Regions from separate parts of the Mus musculus genome. Here regions 1 and 2 are each linked to region 3. A link is a contact called in public HiChIP or PLAC-seq data. All regions are on one chromosome and are shown on one strand. The core of a region is the stretch at or near the end of the contact, and the rest is flanking DNA. Distances in the headings are between cores, read along the strand shown. Region 1 holds the start of 2810454H06Rik (RIKEN cDNA 2810454H06 gene). Region 2 holds the start of Gsg1 (germ cell associated 1). Region 3 holds the start of Gprc5a (G protein-coupled receptor, family C, group 5, member A).

What was found. HiChIP or PLAC-seq counts read pairs in DNA pulled down with a chosen protein or histone mark.
Region 1: a contact with region 3 is called in an H3K27ac HiChIP or PLAC-seq map of embryonic stem cells, with 6 read pairs. The contact joins the promoter of 2810454H06Rik here to the promoter of Gprc5a in region 3. A contact is called at or near these places in 1 of 484 Hi-C or Micro-C datasets (embryonic stem cells), 2 of 115 datasets of contacts at active chromatin or transcription factors (embryonic stem cells and pancreatic cancer cells) and 1 of 9 other capture datasets (adipose tissue).
Region 2: a FOXA1 HiChIP or PLAC-seq map of pancreatic cancer cells shows a contact between it and region 3. The contact joins the promoter of Gsg1 here to the promoter of Gprc5a in region 3. A contact is called at or near these places in 4 of 39 promoter capture datasets (liver, macrophages and stem cell-derived epiblast-like cells), 4 of 484 Hi-C or Micro-C datasets (Th17 cells, centroblasts, embryonic fibroblasts and 1 more), 4 of 115 datasets of contacts at active chromatin or transcription factors (embryonic stem cells, pancreatic cancer cells and trophoblast stem cells) and 2 of 9 other capture datasets (adipose tissue and macrophages).

What each region holds. Positions count from the first base shown.
Region 1 is chr6:134,896,538-134,899,862 of GRCm38.p6, forward strand. It overlaps 2810454H06Rik (RIKEN cDNA 2810454H06 gene), which reads left to right and starts at 1,424. Exons shown (of 1, transcript NR_029441.1): 1 at 1,424-3,325. It overlaps Gpr19 (G protein-coupled receptor 19), which reads right to left and starts at 1,657. Exons shown (of 4, transcript NM_001362050.1): 1 at 1,295-1,657; 2 at 625-676. RefSeq lists a cis regulatory region at 1,069-1,604.
Region 2 is chr6:135,252,443-135,255,698 of GRCm38.p6, forward strand. It overlaps Gsg1 (germ cell associated 1), which reads right to left and starts at 1,894. Exons shown (of 7, transcript NM_010352.2): 1 at 1,691-1,894; 2 at 831-890.
Region 3 is chr6:135,064,190-135,067,084 of GRCm38.p6, forward strand. It overlaps Gprc5a (G protein-coupled receptor, family C, group 5, member A), which reads left to right and starts at 1,473. Exons shown (of 4, transcript NM_181444.5): 1 at 1,473-1,586.

The DNA of each region.
Region 1 (3,325 bases), core at 174-2,673, 170 kb before region 3:
GAGGTAACTCTTTCACACAGGCAGAGAGAGAGAGAGAGAGAGAGAGAGAGAGAGAGAGAGAGAGAGAAAGAGAGAGAGAGAGAGGAGTCAACCCCCCACATCCATGGGTTTCACATCCTCACATTCAGCCAAAAGCAGATATAAAAATAGAGAAGATAAATTTGCATCTGTACTGAATGCTTTTCTTGCCATTACTCCCTATACAATATAGTACAGGAGCTATTTACATAGCATTTACATCGATGTACATATCACAAATAATCTAGAGATTGTTTAAACTTTACAGAAAGATGTACAAGGGTCATATGCAAATAGTATACCTCATTACGCAGGGGACTTGAGCATCATGCATTGCGGGACTTGTGCAAGGTCCTGCAAACAATCTCCAGGGACAGTAAAAATGACAATACTGTCTGTACTATATAGCACTGCTCCCAATATTAGAGTGAATCCTAAGATCTACACAACTGGAAGGCTATAGATTAGAAATCTATAATCTTGTAATGAGCCAGTGACTCATCTGAGTGACTTGTTAGCCAAATTTCATTCCGGCTGAACCGTGAAGTTGGTGGGAGAGGCCAGGCATTCTATTGGAAAGAGGACACTTCAGTTGCCGGATGGTACCTCAGAGTCGTGATAGGGCAAAAATCCAGTTTGTGCAGGTGTTCCACGTCCCCTGAGAGAGAAAAGAGGCCAAATCAGTCAGAGCGGTCCACACTTGCAACATCCTAAGACTCCAGATTATCTGTTTTACCCCGCCCCAACCTCAGCTCTTGCCTGCGACAACTTTAAAAAATGTTTCTGTTGCACTCAAAGACATCCCCATTTCACTTCGCTATCGTAGACTAAATATGCGGCACTGCTGCCTACTTGCTTATAAATATGCGTAAATATTTTAAGCTAAACTTCCTCTACTGCTCTAATTCCTCCTAGCCTCATCTCTCAAGCCTTCATTGGCTCCTTCCATTTTTAAAACTTCTCATCTTCATATCACTGTGTTAGCCCGGTCCACATTCACAGCCTCTCAGAATCTTCGGGGGTGGGGGGGGGGAAGTCCCGTTCGTTCCCCAGATTTATCCTTTTATGCCAGTTAGCTCGCGTGCCACACAACGAAATCGCAACATCTTTTAAAAACCGCGAGGGGTTCTCTTCCCACTCTGACTCTTGGATTCGCGGAGACCTCATGACCCATACGAGAACAGAAGAATGGGGGGGGCGAGTTACAGTCAAGTGGAATTTTGACCGAAAAATCCCTAAGGACGTGCCGCAGTGGGCGTGAATCCCCGGCTCCGACCTGACTGACATCCCTCGGGGGCCGACGGGGCCACCTGTGACCAAGCAGGAAGTTCTGAACGGTTTGCGCGCCAAAAAGCCCAGCGCATGCGCACACAGCCACGGGCGGGGCGGGGGCGGAGTCCCGGCTGGCACAGGATCTCGCGTTGTCTGGGGAAAGAGGCACAGAGGTCTTTACGGTGGCGTTGTGGGAACCGCCCACCACCTCTCCTTTAAATCTTCTTTCTTTCTTCTTTTTTTTCTCTGTCTTTTCTCTGTCCTCTCAGCCTCAGTGTAGACAGTGAGCGAAAGAGCTCAAGGCCGGCAGCTCTGTGGAAGAGTTATGGCTGCCATGGTCGCGCAGCCGGTGCCTCAGAGTGAGAGTAGCAGAAGCCACACCGTCGATCGTCTTAAGATGCTAGGGTTTGCTTTGGCCTTCCCCCTTTTTTATGATGCTATGCAAACCAAAAAACAAAAAACAAAACAAAAAAAAAATCACCTTGGCGCACGGCGCCTGCGCAGTGCTTGTTTACCGCGGGCCGAGCGCAGGCCCCTTCCCTCCGCCCAGATCCTGCGCCTGCGCCTGCGCGGCTGACGTGGATTTCTCCGGGAAAACCGCGCCTCCTAGTCCCGGGACTAGGGAGCGAGCAGCCGAGTGTGCCGTGGGAATCTCGGAGCCCTGAAATGAGAACCACAACGCCCAGAGTCGGTGTCGCGGCAGGATCGTGAGCACAGATGACCCAGGTGCTGTGCACGCCACCGTCGCTGAAGTGAGCAGCGGAGCGTGAGAGCGAAGACCGGCGGCGCTGACGCCTCAAAGGATGGACTTTGTTTAGCAAAGATGCAAATAAGCCTGACCCTAAGGCCGCCGGAGTTCGAGCAATTCCTGACTGGGCTAAGACTGTTCTTGAAGGCGACTCAGAAAGGCGGCCATGCAAATTTTGAAACTAGAAAGAGCTGACACTAGAAGCAGTAGCCCTTTAAAGCAGAAGCCAGTTAGTTCATAAGAGTCTGAATGTCCCTTCAAAGTCCGCTCTAAATAGACTCAGACAGTGCTCATAAAATATTATCTGATAAGCATAGATTATTTTAGATATGGTTATCCATTTGCAAGTAGAGGCAAACTGATTTGTGAAGGAATTTCTATTGATAGATTCCAGTACGTTCAAAAAAAATTAATAACTGGCAACTTAGCTAAGCCTGAGCATTTTTCTAGTTTTCAAAACAATGGAATTTATTTGGCAATTTTATTAGACCCTATTTTTTGACCGGTGAGATTGAAGTCTTTAGATTTGTAACATTTTTCTACCAGAAAAAGTGAGATTTTAACCAGTAAGAAGGGGGAAATGTATGTATGTGAACAGAAGAGGTCAGAACTTGAAGACTTGTCATGCTTCCAACATTTGTCTCAAGAGAAGCTATCATCTCACCTCGGATTTTTTTTTTTATGTTCAATATAATAGTAAAATTTAGCATACTTTGAACATTTTTTTTCCTATACAATCTGGGTATGGTGGTACATTGAAGAAGAAAAAAAATGGGGTTTGTAGATCAGTTGGTAGGCTCCTTGCCTAAAAGCCACGGATTTATGCAGAACTGAGTAAAATGGGACTTGGTGGTAGACCTATAGAGGCAGGATCAGAAGTTCAGGGCAATCCCCACGTATGGAGTCATAAACCAGCCTGGGCTACATGAAACGCTGTTTTAAACAAAGAAACAGGTTCTCTATTATAGATAAGAACAATAGCTTACTTGAGGTAGAATGATAACCAGTTTTCCACACCTATATTGACCTGACATTTCCTTCATAAGAGAGAAAATACAGAGAGGGTGAATGAATTTCTTGTTCATATTTATGACTAGACTAACTCAAAAAGGGCTTCCTTTGTTAAGACTGACATCTGTCCTCAAAGAAGCTATCACTGCAGATTGTAGCGGTTGGTTGTTTTTTGAGAGAGGGTCTTGCTATGTAATGGAGAATGGCTTCAAATTTGGAATCCTCTTGTCTCATTCTCCCAAGTGCGGGGACTACAGAGGTACGCCACCTTAGCCA
Region 2 (3,256 bases), core at 644-3,143, 190 kb after region 3:
TGCTATGGCAGTCATTTCCAGGAGAGGAAGTATCCCCCCCCACTCCCCCCCAACCCCGCCTCCGCCTTTCTTCCATGCCCTAAGCCGCTGGCTGGCATGAATCAGAGGGAAAGCCACATTTGCACTTCCTGTGGGGCAATCCTTCACGTGCAAGTGACTGCTAGGACACTGGCTGCCCGGGTGTCTCAGGGACTGAGGGATTCAATGAGGAAGAGGGGTGCCAGGAATGCTGCTGTCCCTAGACAGTAACGGATCACCCATCCCCACCCCAGCGTGAGCTCCTTCGTTGCATATTTTCCTTCCCTTTCTCCCTTCATCTTCATTCTCTCTGTCTCAGTGCCTGAGCCAGATGAGATTTCTCCATGCTTCCCCATGAGTAACCCTCCCGACGGTGTTTACTACGGCGCCCCAGTTGCCTAGCACCGGGCGTGGTTGCCGTGGCGACGCACCGGGAGCGTGTTTTGAATTGTTTCGCAGGGCCCCGCCCTTGTGCAGCGAGTCCTTGGGACTTCTAGGTGTGGCAAGGAACCACTAGGTTTCTTCCTCTTTCTCTTCCTTGGGTGGGTCCTGCATCCGGTTGGCCTATCCATCAGGGCAGGCGAGGACCAGCCCAGAGAAGAGAATGGATCCTGGGTTAAATTCCTAACACCAGACGGGACAAGTGTCCTGGTTGCTGTCAAATCCCAAATCAAGCGTTTCCCTATTCCCTCCAAAACGTGGTTCCCTAGGTCCTTTCTGATGGAGGGGTAAGGTAGGCCTGCCTCGTTTTGTAGACACGAGAGGTGAGCACATGAACCCCTTAACACATCTGAGGACTACTGGTTACCTACCTGCTTCCCCAAGGGCTGGCGGGAGAGGTGGGGAGTCCTCTACAGTTTTGTTCTGAAGATCTAAAGAGGTGGAAGGAAAGCGGAATCTAAGGAAAAAGCATCCCAAACTACCAGGCCAGTGGTTAGACCCTTCGCTAGCTAACTGCTCCCGAGGCCCTCGCACCCCACCAGGTATAGAGCACCATCTCCATTGTGCTGCTTGGATTCGATCTTTGATTTGCACCAGATCACAGATGTAGACATGGTAGAGTCCGCGTTTAGACCCGCAACCCTAAAAGGCCCACTGCTTTTGAAGGAACGTGCCCACACAGCAAAGGGCAGGGAGACACTTTTTAACAAAAGCCACAGATTTCGGGTCATGGAACGGCCTCCACAATGAGGCAAGGGTTCAAGTGTCCTGTGCTTTATATCTGTGGCTTCATGTTAACACCAGGCTTCCCCATAACCCTGCCCCCTCTCTAGAGAACTAATCCTGAAAGATACTAACATTTCAGGCACTGACTGGCTTTTGCTATCATGTTCATATCTGTAAGGGCTCCACCAGTTGATGGTTGATGTGTGTACTTTGGGGGCTTCTTTCTGAACTTGGGGGAGCTGCCTGAGCCCACACTGCTGGCTCTTCAGAGCTTTGAGCTCTGTCCCAGTCTCACCAATGCCGCTTTCTTAGGCTAGCTGGGCCTTCTGAACATACTTGCTCACTGCTCAATAACTATACATTACTCCCCTCTCCGTGTGTGTGTGTGTGTGTGTGTGTGTGTGTGTGTGTGTGTGTGTGTTCATGCCACTAGAGATGGGGCTCAAATAGTGAAATAAATATAATTAGTTTTTTTTAACAACATTTCCAAAAGCTGTGTACCTACCTCCTGGGTGAGACAAACATTTTGAGTCAGCTGACAGGAGTTGAAAATGTGTCTCAGCTTCTGCTCTGACAGGTCTTAGTTGCGTGGCTCAGGTGTTGAGGGAGAGGGTGCACCAGGTCCCCTCTTGCCAGCAGAGGGGGTAAGGTGGTATGTGGGCAGTTGGGAGAGGATGAATGCCCCTCAGGCACGCCGCCAGCTTGGGTAGGGATGGGTTACTATGACTTCATTCTGTGATGTCACAGTAGCAGGCAGGGCTCTCTCCCCCGGATGCCCCGCCCACTCCTCTCCCAACCCTAGAAAGACCAGGTTGAGAGAAGGGCACACGCTCAGTACCTCTCAGTCTCCTGAGGTCTTTCAATCGGTGCTTAATGAGTATAAAAAGATCTGGGGAGTTCATTCAAACACAAATCTGAAGGTTAGGGATGGCTTGCATGTGGTGCCAACCAGATCACATTGGCTTGTGAGGCTTGCCCACTGCTGTCAGAGAGAATTACAGTTGTGAGCCACATAAGGCTTAACAGTGTTCTAACACCTCCATTCAAAACAGTGAGATGAACACACACAGCAATAACAATGAACTCTTACCCAGGGCTGGGTGAAAGCCGACATCCCCCTCCTCCCCCACCCTCCAGCAACCACTGGAACCACACTGTTCTCAACATTGCATTAAAATGAAATATAACAGCTAAGTTGCACCATCTACATCTGAAGGGCTCAAAAGCCTCATGTAGTAAGCAGCTACTGTGTTGGCCTTTTTAACTCTAGACCATTCTTGAAGAGGTAATGGTGCAAAAGAGTTGCCATCTTAAAGGACCAGTGTCTGGAAATCTAAGGAGGCATTCAGTATCACGTTTATTTTTATTTGAAACAAGGCATTACACTTCATGTGTAGCTGAGTCTGGCCTTGAACTCTCGATCCTCCTTCTCCTCCTATCTCCCAAGTGCTGGGATGACAGCAGTGTCCACCACGTGTTGAATTTTCAGTTTTGCTTTGCAACAGGCTCTTACTCCAGCTAAAGCTGGTCTGGAACTCACTATATAACAAGGTTGGCCTTCAACTCATGGCAATCCTCCAGCCTCAGTCTCTGAGCACCAAGACTACAGATGTGAGCCACCATGCCAAGTTCACTCTCAGAGTTTTAGTAGACATAATTCAGTTGACGCCGAGGTACAACTCAGCCTCAGGTGTGAAGTCCAGGATTGAAAGGGTCTGGATGAAGACCTGTCCTGTGTGACATGGAACCCTCCATCCCTCTCTAAGACCCTTGCTCTTCCTTATCAAGGCACCCAGATCCTGACCTTCAGGACCTCAGATTCTAGCCTCAAATCCCTTATTCCAGCCCTGAGAATGCTCCCTTACCTCTGAGCTTCTATAGCATGCCTGGTCAGCTAATACAATCAGATTTTTCTTCTTTCTTTTCCCTCCCTTTCCTATTCTCCTTCCATCTTCTCCCTTCCATCTCCTTCCTTTCCTGCCTCTTCGCTTCTGTCCTAGTTAGTTAGTTTCCATTGCTGAGAAGAGACAGCGTGACCAAGGCAACTCTTATAAAGGATAACATTTAATTG
Region 3 (2,895 bases), core at 223-2,722:
AGTAGAAACTGGCCTTGAAGTGTTTTTCTACCTGCTTCTACCACCCAAGTGCTGGCGTTACAGAGGTGCCCCGCGCCAGGCCTGGCTTGTTACATTTTATTCTTTTCTTTTCTTTTTTTGAGACAGGGTTTCTCTGTGCATCCCTGATTGTTCTGGAACTCACTGTGTAGAGCAGACTGGCCTCCAATTCACTGAGATCTGCTTGCCTCTCCCTTAGGAGTGCTGGGATTAAAGTTGTGAGCCCCTACCATCTGGCAAGATTGTTTGTTACATTTTAAAAAGCATTTAAGGGTGTGGAGAAAAGTGGGTCTCAGCCCCTTGTAGGGGTTAAACATCTTTTTCACAGGGGTCACCTAAGCCCAGTAAAAAGCACAGATATGTATATTAAGATTCATAACAGAAGCAAAATTACAGTTATGAGGTAATAACAAAGATAATTTTATGGCTGGGGGTCGCCATACATGAAAAATTGTATTAAAACTGAACTAAAGCACTTAGAAGGCCTGCTCCAGGCCTTCCCTACTACCTAAAAAGCTTAGTTCCCCCGCTGCCCACCAACGCAACCAACGGGGTAAACCTGGTCCAGTGCGTTGACATTCCAGGACTTTTTGACTACGGAGCAGGCAGGTTTCAGCCGGACTGGCCTGATAATGGATGCGCTGCGGGCCCCTACCTAAGCAGGAGGAATCAGACACCAAAGGCAAATTCCTTCATTTCAAAATTTTATCTGGCGTCTCTGTTCCTATCAACTGCTTTGTCAAACTTTTGGAGAGGTGGTTAAAAGAAAGGCGATATGATCTCTCAGTCAGGCCATGCTAACTTGGCTATGCGACAGTTCCAAGAAGGGCCTTGCTGAAGCGTCTCAACTTTTCCTTGGTCTTTACTCTTTAGCCGCGACTGGGGGACCCACAGGAGAGTGAGTGGCTGTCTCTTCCCATTTAAACTTGGCTTCTCCCTGCTCACCGGAGGAAGGAGTGGGTGATGGAGAGACAGGTGCCGCCAAGGGGAAATAAAGACCAACTTCTCCCACAGAAAGTAACAAAGGAGCTGCCTGGAGCTGCTGGCTTAAGTCTTTGCCCTTGGGGCCCTATAGTGCCCTCAGGGAGGATGGGTGTGGTTCCCTCCAGGAGATGACAGCCAGCAGCGCTCATCCGTAGCTGGGTTCACCGTGTGGCTCTTTTCATAAGGGCGGGAGCTCTGGGACCGACCTGAACACTCGTCGAGAGCTACGCCTGGCAGTCTAGGGTGCTTCCCCCGCAACCCCGCCACCTATTTCATGAGTGACTGTGCTTCTGACGTCAGGGAGGCTTTCAGTTCATTCTCTGGCACGGTGACTTTATTTTCACAACAGCGAGAAGTGCCGCGGAACTGGATTAGGCGTGTCCTCTCCCTCCGCCCCGCCCCCGCCCCTTGTCCCTCGGTTCACCCTCTCCCTCCCTCCGGCGACAGAAGCCTTTATAACCGCTTTGCGCGGCCAAGGCGGGATCCTTGTCCCAGGACCTGCCCAGTAGCCAGGGGTTGAGCGCTCTCGCCTTTCACGCGTGAGTCGCAAGTTCTCGCTTCACCCCGAGCGCCGCGGCGCCCAGGTAAGAGGGGTTTACCCAGGAGCGCGCTCCGGGCCCCAGTTTTAAATCCGGAGAGTGGGGCGTGGGGAGCCTTGGGGAAGGAGAACTGAGACAGTACAGCCCGTGATGGACTACAGCTGGCTAGGAGAAACAGATGAAACCGAGAAAGGAATGTCCTTAACTTCTCTCACCTCTGAATGTGTTCTCTGGGCTAAAACAGAGGGGAAAGACCAATCAGCAAACAGTTAGAAACTGTAGCACAGGCCTGTAATTCTGCACCTGGGAGGTAGATGCAGAAGAATCAAGAGTTCAAGGCCAGCCTTGACTCTACTGTGAGTTCCTGGTCAGCCTGGGCTATATAAGTCTCTGTCTCCAGATACAAAACAGTAGTTTAAAATACCAATATTAAAAGAGAGGTCCGTCTTGAACTGTACTAGGCCCCTCCCACAGGTTCTATGTAGCCACTGGTGGGTGGAAGATGGGCTATGATGCTTTCAACTCCCATCTGAGTTTCAAGGGTCTGTGAATGAATAGAGGGGTAGAGGGAGAGGATGCCAGCCGCTTCCTTCCCAAAGGAGCGAAGGCCGTGGAGGTCAGGAAGTGACTCACCTCAACGCCCCCCCCCCCTTCTCATGTGCGTGTTGTTCCTCCACCCCATCCCTTACTTTTCCTGTTGCCCCAGTCTCTAAGACCCTGTCTCTCTTTAACAAGAGGGGGTGAAAAGCTTGTCTTCCCGGAGGAGAAGAGACACAGGCAGGAGGAGGCTGGCAGATCACATTGAATGGAAAGACAGGAAACAGCAGTTGTTTTTTTTTTTTGTTGTTGTTTTGTTGTTGTTGTTTTTTTTTGTTTGTTTGTTTTTTTTAGACATTCAGGCTGGCCTCGAGCTTGTAACCACCATTCTGCCTCAGTTTGCAGAGTGTTGGGATAACAGGTATCGGTCTCATGGTAGAAGGCTCCCAAATGGCAAAAGCCTGCCTGGAAGCAGGTAATTGAAGGACCATCACCGTGCCTGCCTGCCTTTTCTCCAGGCAAGTGTCTGAGGCTTTTGTTGAAGCCTGGTGAAAGGTTCTCTGGAAACAGTCTCTTCTTTGCTCTTTACTGAAGGAGAATTCTTTAGCCACTTCAGATACAATGGCCTGGGAAGGTGGAGGGGAGGGTGAGGCCAACACTTCACCCTTAGGGGTTTTTGTACTGGCCATCACTGATAGAGAGAAGGAAGGGGAGGGGAGGAAGGGTTGGGAGGTGCCTTAGGATCAAAGAGGGAATGGAGAGGCTGGCCCCCAGGCCCAAAGGGAATGGCCACAGCTGTCTCTGACTTCCCAAGAAA